2 separate regions of the Capra hircus genome follow, and region 2 is linked to region 1. Evidence: chromatin contacts called from public Hi-C data. All regions are on one chromosome and are shown on one strand. Each heading gives the region's core, a stretch centred on a gene start, on an enhancer-like site or on the middle of the called end of the contact. The rest is flanking DNA. Distances are from core to core; before and after follow the strand shown. Region 1 has its middle 19 kb from the start of GAREM2. Region 2 holds the start of KIF3C (kinesin-like protein KIF3C).

The links. Hi-C and Micro-C count contacts between places; a contact is called where the count stands out from the background.
Region 2: a contact with region 1 is called in a Hi-C map of blood, with 3 times the contacts expected there. The contact joins the promoter of KIF3C here to the enhancer-like site in region 1. A contact is called at or near these places in 4 of 5 Hi-C or Micro-C datasets (blood and liver).

The regions. Positions count from the first base shown.
Region 1 is chr11:73,054,433-73,059,299 of ARS1.2, reverse strand. No RefSeq gene overlaps it. Among named protein-coding and RNA genes, the nearest start is that of GAREM2, 19 kb to the right of the region's middle. Within about 2 kb of position 1,884, at least 3 of the 5 cell types and tissues checked have an H3K27ac peak or open chromatin away from gene starts, as enhancers often do.
Region 2 is chr11:73,169,561-73,174,327 of ARS1.2, reverse strand. KIF3C (kinesin-like protein KIF3C) reads right to left here and starts at 1,602. Exons shown (of 8, transcript XM_005686937.3): 1 at 1-1,602. The coding sequence starts at 921.

The sequences.
Region 1 (4,867 bases), core at 635-3,134:
TGAAGTCCTAAACTTCCAGCACCAAGACAAAAATGTAGTGTGTTCCTGCTGCACCTAGTTAAAGAGAATAACAGTTACGAAGGAAGAAAATCTGTAGCACAGAACTCAGGAACTTCTAATATTAAATGTCATTGAACTACAAAGTGGAAAAGGCTCTAATGCAAGTTAAGAGAAACCCAGATATTTATGTATCTTCTGACCAAGAACACAATACTTTCTATGCTGGGGCCATGTCCTACACACCCGCCCCTGCCCCCACCCCCCCGCCCCCGCACCAAAAATCAAATCTCCGTCTGATTCTGATCAAACTTACCTAGATCTGACTACCAATTTTATAGGAACTCTGACAGGAATATATTAAATTACATCAATCAACAAAATCCAGACTAGTAAATTTTACAGGACAACTGATCCAGTCTCTTCAATTAAGTTTCACTGAGAGGGAGAGAGAGATGGCAAATTAACAAAAGATGGAAAGGAAGAACAAGCAGAACTAAACCATAATGTGTTTAGGGAAGTACAGACATACTATAAGGAACATTAAGGAAATGACTAAAAGGCAGGGGTATTAGGGTGGGTTGGTTTAGTCGCTAAGTCATGGAGTGAAAAATCATGGGGGCACACAGCAGGGTTTGGGGGACAGTAAAATCAAATCTTGGTCATGAATGTTGTTCACAAGGGTGTTCGCCTTATTACATATCTGCATGATTGTCAATGTGGGTTTTAAAATTTGTATTTACCTATAAAGGATGCTGTGTGTGTTTAAAATGGTACACAGTCTGCAGGAACTAGAACCAGTCAGAGGCTGTGCAGCCAAGACCAACATTCACAATCAGGCTTAGCAGAATTGGTCTATCAAGGTGCTACAGTGCCTGCTGCTGAGTATCATACTCCAAGAATTCTCACTAAAACTACAGCTGCCACCAATGCAAAATCTTTGCTCATTTCAGCCTGTTTCTTTGTTTCCGTAGCTTTTGCTGCAAAGCCTGGGTTGGTTGATGGAACCAGAATTCCAGGCAAGTGGGGGAAAGGGAGTGTCTCTTCAGCTTCCAGAGTGAGTGTGGTTTAGTCGCTCAGTTGTGTCCAACTCTTGCGACCCCGTGGGCTGTAGCCTGCCAGGCTCCTCTGTCCATGGGATTCTTGAGGCAAGAATACTGGAGTGGGTTGCTGTTTCCTTCTCCAGCGGATCTTTCCTACCCAGGAATCAAACCCGGGCAGGTCTCCCAAATTGCAGGCAGATTCCTTACCTACCGACTGAGCTACAAGAGTGGGCTGTAACTCAGAGGTGGGGGATTTGGGTGCTGGATGAACGAAAAGGATAAGTGCCCTGTTTCAGTGCCATTCAGACTTTACTACATATTAGAATATGGGGGGACTGCTTTTAAAAACACCAGTGCCAAAGTTTTACCCCGGGCCAATTAACACACGATTTCTCCGGTGAGACTGACTGACACGGTTTTTTTGACTTCCTGTGTGAAGTGCAGCCAAGTTCCTGAACCAACCGGTGCCTACACCCTTAAAAAGTGTGGTCTTAAGGTCAGCCACCTTGGAATCACCTGGGAGCTTGTTAAAAATGCAGAATCTCAGTTCCAGGTGTGCATAAAAACACACCTCACACACTGGCTGTACTGAGTTAGAATCTGCTTTGAAATAGCCCTGGGTGGTAACTCATGCACGTACCAGTTTGAGAAGGGCTGTTCTTCCAAGGCCAACTCAAGTCACACCAGTAAGGCTATGCCCTAGTCTGGAGCAGGGAAGTGCCCGCCCACTTCTTTCTGTAGCACTTTTGAGTTACATTTCCCCTGGACATGTACTGCAGACTTCCTGGGTTGTGGTTAATTGTTTCCTGTTGGCTCCTCTCCTTCCCAGACTTCAAGCTCTGGTAGGCAGGGACCTTCCTCTCTTTCGAGTCTTCACAGTACTTAGCACACGGCTGCCCACGAGGCAGGAGCTCAGGACGTGTGGTCAGTGAAGCAGTGATTTCCTTCTGCATCTTTCTCCTGCTGCACTGGCTTCTGGTTCCCACCCCCATTTTCAGGCATTCACATCTGTATTCCAATTTAAAGGCAACTTCAAATATAACTTTAAAAGAACTTTAAAATTCAAGCCCAGTCTATTCCTGCAACTACCTCCAGATACAGGATAAGCTGGTTAACTCCCATGGATCTCTGTTGTCTGTAAAAGGAAGTGAGCTGGGAAGCCCTCAGAAATGCAGTCCAGTTTAAATATCCTCTGAGTCTGTGGTTCCCTTCTGTCTATAGCTGTGAAGAAACTAAATTAAATACAGAGTCGCTGGAGCCACCTTGTGACCCTTCCTGGGAACTGCATTTCTTCATTATGACACCAGACACTTCCCCCAAGCCCATCAGTCAGAGATCCATTCTCAAGAATTTATGGGAAACGCAGCCACACAAAATTAAATTCCCTCTCTCAACCCCCAAAAAGATGGGAGTAAAGGAGTTTACAAAGTATAATTCTACAAAGACTGGGAAAAAAAAGGCAAGAGATCTGTGAGAACTTAAAAATTTATTTACGCAAAAATTGACCTGTGGGAGATAGAAAACAGCTAACTATTCTAGGGAAGAAATTACAATCTAAGTGTTGGATGTCAATAAAAAGCAGATTTTTTTCTGAATCCCGCAAGTTGCAGAATTTAGAGGTACTGGAGACTGCAGAGAAGATAAACGTGGCAATAGGTTAAAAATGGGGATGATTACAAAGTCTGTATATGAAATAATGGGATCCTGAGGTGTCCATGCTCACCCCTCACAGCCAGGAGTTGCTACCACCCTTCCTAGAGGCTTTGTATGGGCAGAAATGCAGTGGAAGAACCTCCAGACTTGAGGACACGGGGTACGGAGAAAAGTGGGGATGAGTCATAGGGTCAAATACCAGGACTTTCGTGAACATCTGCATTTTGAGCGATGAGCTCCTCTCAGATTCTTTCCTTCCTTATCCCTTCCCTCTCCCAGAATTTTGGCAGCCAGGCCGAAAATTAGGAGTGTCCTCTCTGGAAACCTGGCCCAAGAGAAAAGACTCACAAATGCTGTCTGTTGGAGGTTTGCCAACTAAAAGGTAGGCTCATTGCAGATACTCTGTGTTGAAGGTCTCCAGTCATCAAGATAGATGGACATAGGCAAAGTTTCTAGTCTGCCTAGTATATATGAGATCATCCAAACACAGAAATGTTTAGACAAATCAATAAAAATCCGCATGCCTGACACTCAGACCTAACATATTTGCATTCAGTCAGAATATTCAGTTCTTCACGTTAACATAAATGAGAAAATAAAACAACAACAAAACCAAAAAAGGAAATAAAGGGAAAGCAAAGCAGAATATCAAAGAAAAAGCTAAACTCACTTTAATTAATATTCTTGGATAAGAGATGACATTGAATCCAAAAACCACAAGATGAGGATTCATAAAAAAGAAACAAAATGAGATACGATTCTCTAAAATAAAAACTATCAACTGAAATAAAAGATTCAGTAGAAGAATTAGATAAATCAAGGAAATCTCCCCAAATTAAAATATACACATAAAAAAGAGTGAGAAATGGAAAACGAGGAAATAATAAGAAATTTAGAGGGCCAATCTAAAGGCCAAAATCTGATTAGCTGAAACTCTAGAAAAAGAAAATGGGAAAACGGAAGGGAAGTGATTATCAGAGAAAGGATATAAGAGAACTTCCCAGAATTGAGGGATTGTAGTCTCCAGATTGGTCTAGCGCAAAAAACAAAAAATTATCTGCACCCACCATGACATTTTGAAACTCCAAGGATAAAAGAAAAAAATTTTTTTAATCCAGAAAAAATAAATAGGTCACATATAAAAGAATCAAGAACCTGAATGGATATAAATGTTCCTCAAGTAATATGGAGACCTAGAAAACAACTCTGAGTGAAAGGATATTCTATGTAGAATTCTATACTCATTCGAATTACCTGTCAAATGTAAAGTGATGTATCCAAATAGGCAAACAGCTGAATGTTTCCTTCCCTTGTTTGACTTCTCAGGAATCTATTGGAGGACATACTCTAGCAAAAGGAACAAGTGCACGGGGAAAGAGGGAGACCTGAGATCCTGTGGGGCTGTGCCACTGGCCTAGGAAACAATGGATCTCAAGTGAACCCCGAGGATGTGGTTTCCAGAAACACAATGGGAGAAATAACATTGGCAGGTGATGGACACTACAGAGCTGATGGTCCATGTGAAGAGTGAGGAGAGCCCTTCTACCACTTAGGGAGCAGGCTCTGAGAGCAGGGATAAAATCTGCCTGGTTTACCGCTGATCTCCAGTGCCTGACTCTTCCTGGACCGTAGTAGCTGCCCAGTAAATCATGCTAAAGGACGGACTGAATGAATGCATACGTGAGAATTGATCAAGCTTCACATATGTGCTTTGAGCCAGGCAATACAGCAGACACCTAGAAATGCAGGATAATATTAAATGCGTAGCCTGGGACTTCCCTGGTGATCCAGTGGCTAAGATTCCAAGCATCCAATGCAGGAGGCCCAGATTTGATTGCTGGTCAGAGAACTAGGAACCACACGCTGCAACTGGGAGTTTGAGTGCCTCAACTAAGACCTGGTGCAGCCAAATCAATATTAAGTAAATGCACAGTCAAATTCTCAAAGCAAGGGCAACTAAGGGACAAATAGATCACTTAGAAATCATATTGCAGGGCTTTAATTTACACATACCGAGAGAGGCAACATGACAGCTCATGATCACACAGCTGATAATAACGAGTGGGGTTGCAGGGAGCCTGGGTAGCCCTCCTCCCAATCCAGGGTGTTTCCACTTTATCCTGGTGCCTCTCCACTTCCTTGAGAACTAGAAGAACCAAGTACAGGGCTGTGAC
Region 2 (4,767 bases), core at 353-2,852, 120 kb before region 1:
ACCCGAGAGAGCAGCGATCACGTTGCCCAGGGCGGACAGCGACAGGTTGATTTTGGAGGCTTCCTTCGGCCTCTCTCCACCACTGCCACCACCCCCTCCACCACCGCCACCACCAGTGGGCTGTGTGGCGGTCCCTCCAGTGGTGTTGGGGCCTGCTTTGTTCTGCCTCTCGCTACCAGCCAAGTCCACCAGGTTGAGCTTGCCCACACGGATGTGGTCCTGGCCATCGGAGCCACGCTCACTGCACTCCACGGTGATGACGAAGATGGCATGGGAGCGGGAGCTGACCTCATTCATGTGTGTGCTGCCCACTGCCCGGGTCTGGTTCCCCAGGTTCATCACGTGCTCTATCTCCTTGACATTCTTGGTGACGAAGGAGGACAGGTCCTTGATGTAGACGCCTGTCTCAGGGTTCTCCTTCAGCTCCAGCCTCTTGCCGGGCTCCTTGGAGAGCAGGTCTCGAATCTCCTCCTGGTAGATCTCCAGGTAGGAGGCCCGGACCAAGTACTGCTGGTTCTGGGAGCGCGAGATGTGGGTGAAGATATGCTCAAAGGCATTGGGGATGACCCCGCGGAGCTCGGGCTCCACCCAGGTCCCCTGCATGGTGTAGGTCTTGCCCGTGCCTGTCTGTCCATAGGCAAAGACGGTGCCGTTGAACCCTTGGAGCACCGAGTCTACCAGGGGCCTCACGGTTTCATCATACAAGTCTGCCTGCTTGGAGCTGGCATCATACACGGCATCGAAGGTGAAGGTCTTGGGCAGCTCCCCCAGGGCAGCGCGGGGGTTCCGCAGGGTCACCTGGCCTAGTTTCACGTCCATGGTCAGGATCTGCTCGTGACCAGCAGCCTCCTCCTTCCGGCTGAGGGGGCGGCACCGGGCCACCACCTTCAGGGCCTCGCTGGCCTTGGTTTTACTGGCCATCTTGCTGCTCTGTCCTTCCTGCACACCCCCCACCCCCGGACCCCCTCCGCAGCCTGGTTAGTCCTGCTGTCCTCCCTAGGTCGGGATCAGCGGGGCCGGCCCAGCCCCCAGGCACCGTTCTTCAATCCGCATGCAGCCTCCTAGGGTGGAGATGCTGGGAGCTGGCCCCGCCGCTACTGCAGTCCGGGCCTCCACCGCTCTCCGGTCCTCGCTGCACCGGCTGCGGAGGGAGAATTAGGCAGAATCGCCGGGCAGCCGCGGGAGCAGCGCCTGCCGAACGGCAGTACCCAGAACCCGCCCCATGCTGGGGCAGAGGGAGCGCTGCCGTAAACAGCGACGGCAACAATGAGATAAAGGAAGAGGAAAATGGGATGGGGGTGGGCGGCAGAGCTGTCTTCTCGTCCTCCTCCTCTAGAGATCCATGGCGGGGGATGGGGGGAAGGGTGCTGCAGGTTCTGGGGGGCCGGGGGTCCCGGCCCTCCCAAGGGCAGAGGCTCACCTGGAGTCCTCTCCCCCAGCTGGGGGATCATTCATTGCAGCCAGCGCGGCTGCTGCAGCCTCTGCCTCCGCCTTCCCCGCCGTCGCCACCGGAGAATGAGAGAGAAAAACAGAAGGGGATGGGGCGGAGCAGCCGCGGCGAGAGTGATGTTGCCGCCGCTCTGCGGCCCCAGCTAAACCGCCCGGCTGGGGTGGGGCAAGGGCGGGGCCGCGGGGCGGGAGACGCGAGCCCGGCGCGGCCAGTGCGCTGGGGACCCGGGTGCATCGCCCGCCCGCACCGCCCCCCCGCCACGCAGACCGCCCCCCTCCGGAATGACAGGCTCCGGTGCCGACCCAGGTCCCGCGCCCACCAGGCGGGTGCAGCGCAGCCACCGCCCGCCGTCACCCCACTGGGGCGGGGCATGCTGGGAGTTGTAGTCCTGCCTTTGTTAACCCGGTTCTGGCAGGTTGCTAATGACTTCTCCAGTCCGAGAGGCCCCTCCCTTTCTGGCCTGCAGCCTCCGGAGTGACTGTTGAGGTTGCAGCCTAGCTGCTGGAGGATGCGGGGTATCCACTGCCCACACCTGTTTCCTCCACAGCCAGCATTCTCTCTCTCTCTCTCTCTCTCTCTCTCTCTCTCTCTCTCTCTCTCTCTCCCTCTCCCTCTCCTGCTCCTGCCTTTCTGCCTCCAGACCCCTACATGTCACCCACCTCCCCTTCAGGTTGTTGCCAGGCATTCTAACGCAGAAATTCTTCTTGACTGTCTTTTCCTTTCCCTGCCCTGGTTTACTTCTGGCCTTCCTTTTCTCTCTCCTGGAACCACCTTCCAGATGATTCTCTCTTAGCATCCTTTCTGCACATGCACTCTGGTCCCCTCTCCTCCTCCAACACCAGCCTTCCATATTGTATTAAAGCCTCTCCATCTTCTGACTCCTGCCACTTCCCAGCCTCACTTCCAGCTACTCTCCTATAGAGAATCTATATTCTAGACATTCATTCCTTTGAACAGAGAAGCAGAGACATCACTCTGCCAACAAATGTCTGTATAGTCAAGGCTGTGGTCTTCCCAGTGGTCACATTTGTTTGTGCAAGCTGGACCATAAAGAAGGCAGAGCACCAAAGAATTGATGCCTTCTAACTGTGGTGCTGGGGATGACTCCTAAGAGTCCTTTGGACAAAAAGGAGTTCAAACCAGTCAGTCTCCAAGGAAATCAATCCTGAATACTCATTGGAAGGACTGATGCTGAAGCTCCAGTAGTTTGGTCACCTGATGCAAACAGCTGACTCATTGGAAAAGTCCCTGATGCTGGAAAAGATTGAGGGCAGAAGGAAAAGAGGGCATCAGAGGATGAGATGTCTGTATGGCATCCCTGATGCAATGGACATGAACTTGGGCAAACTCTGGGAGGTGGTGAGGCACAGGGAGGCCTGGCATGCTGCAGTTCATGGGGTTGCAAAGAGCTGAACATAACTGGGTGACTGAACAACAAACAACAGCAAGCGCCTGATAAACCCCAGGCCTCATTCTAGGAACTGGCACTTCTGGTCCTCAAGGCCCTTACAATACTAGAAACCAGGTTTTGTTGCCTTCTGGCTGTTCCATGTTGCACCTTTGTGCCTTTGCCTATTACTCTTCTGTACTTGGTACCCTGCCCTTGCCTCCTCTGTGAAGCCTTCCCTGACCAATCTCTTTTCTTTTACAAAGAAATACACAGAATTTGCATAGAACAAAACCTGGAGTCGAGCTACAGTTCTGATTTCCACCCAACTGTGTGAATTTTGGCATACAATTTACCTTGCCCTAGCCTTAGTTTTCTCATCTATTTAAAGCCATTGGTTTTAAAGTGGTTGTGAAGTTCAAATGCTACTGCTCATTATAAAGTACTGTACCAATGAGAAGACTCATTTTTAAGAAAGCCCTTAAGACATACATGTGTCCTGGCTTGGCTTGCCCAACAGCTCTGCTTCCTTAAGTATCCTGGACAAACCAGGTCTACATTTGGCATTCCACTTTTGGGTCATATTTTTTTTCCTCTAGGATACAAATCAAGTATAATTTCTCAAGTCCAGGGAACAAGCCAGTGTCCTACCCCTGTTCATTCTGCAGAGGGGAGTTGAATCTATGCATTGGGCCTGACTTGTCCTTATTCTCCCATCTTAAGGCCCTTCTTCACAGAGTCACCAGAAGAATCTTTCCACGAAACATTTCCAGTCACATTATTTTCTATTTGCTCAGTTCTTCAATTCTACAAAACCTGTCTCCTCACCTCCTCCCCATCTTCAAATCCCCAGTACCCAAATGCTAGCTCAGCTGGAAGCCTGAAGCTTAGCTGGTGGCTTCCCCACTTCTGAAGTTTCCTGACCTTCCTCAGCCCTCTCTTTGACCAAGTTCTACTGCATGTGATTAACTTGGCTTTTGAACCAATTACTGGGTGAGGTTTTGGCTTTGGCAACCTGACTTCTGAATGGACCATTTGGCTCTTGAACTGTTTTCTTGTTGCACTTGGCTGTGGTTTTTGGACTACCCTTTCTATGTTTTGGCTTACAACCTTGGCACTAGTGTGCTGAATAAAGGGGATTCCAGCCCTGTTCTCTCCACCAAATGCACCACCTGACAAGGCACTCGCCCAGATCCTCCCACATGGGAGGGAGACTGGAGGAGACTACTGCTTATAAGTTGTGTGGCCCTAAGTAAATTAGTCGACTTCTCTGAACATCTATTTTCTCAGTGGGAAAGTGAAGATAGGAACGCTTACTGATTCACGGGGTTTACGTGAGAATAAAGTCAGATAATGTATGTGAAAACTCCCAGGACATAGAAGATATTCATGAAATAGTAATTTTCCTTCCTTTTGTCCTTTGCATGTAAGGTTGTTCACATTCTGTGTCTCCCTTTTTTGGCAGTCCTTAACCAACTGACCTCTTTCAACCCCAACATTCAATATTGTAATTTCCTAAAGCTTGGTCCTAAGTCTTCTTTTCCTTCCAATGCTACCCTCTAGTGATCACTATAGCTTATGGCTTCACTCTGTGTTTAAATGATTCCTAAATGTCTACCAGTCCAAACTTCTCTATTCTCCACTTTTATATATCCAGTTCTCTAATACATGCAGCCACTTGGATGGTCCAAGTACCTGAAGTTGTACTTCTGAACACCAAACTCATCATTCTCCCCTCCACACTTGCTCCTCCAAGAATGTCCCTAGGTCTAGAAACAGCTCTTCCCCTACCCTCAACACATCTGTTCAAATGCCAAATTCTATCAACTCCCTAAATATTTCTCAGATCTATCAACTTCTCCCTTTTCACAGCCAATATCATGACCCAAGCCATCATTTTCACTGGCCTGGCTTCCCACGGGAGTGTCTA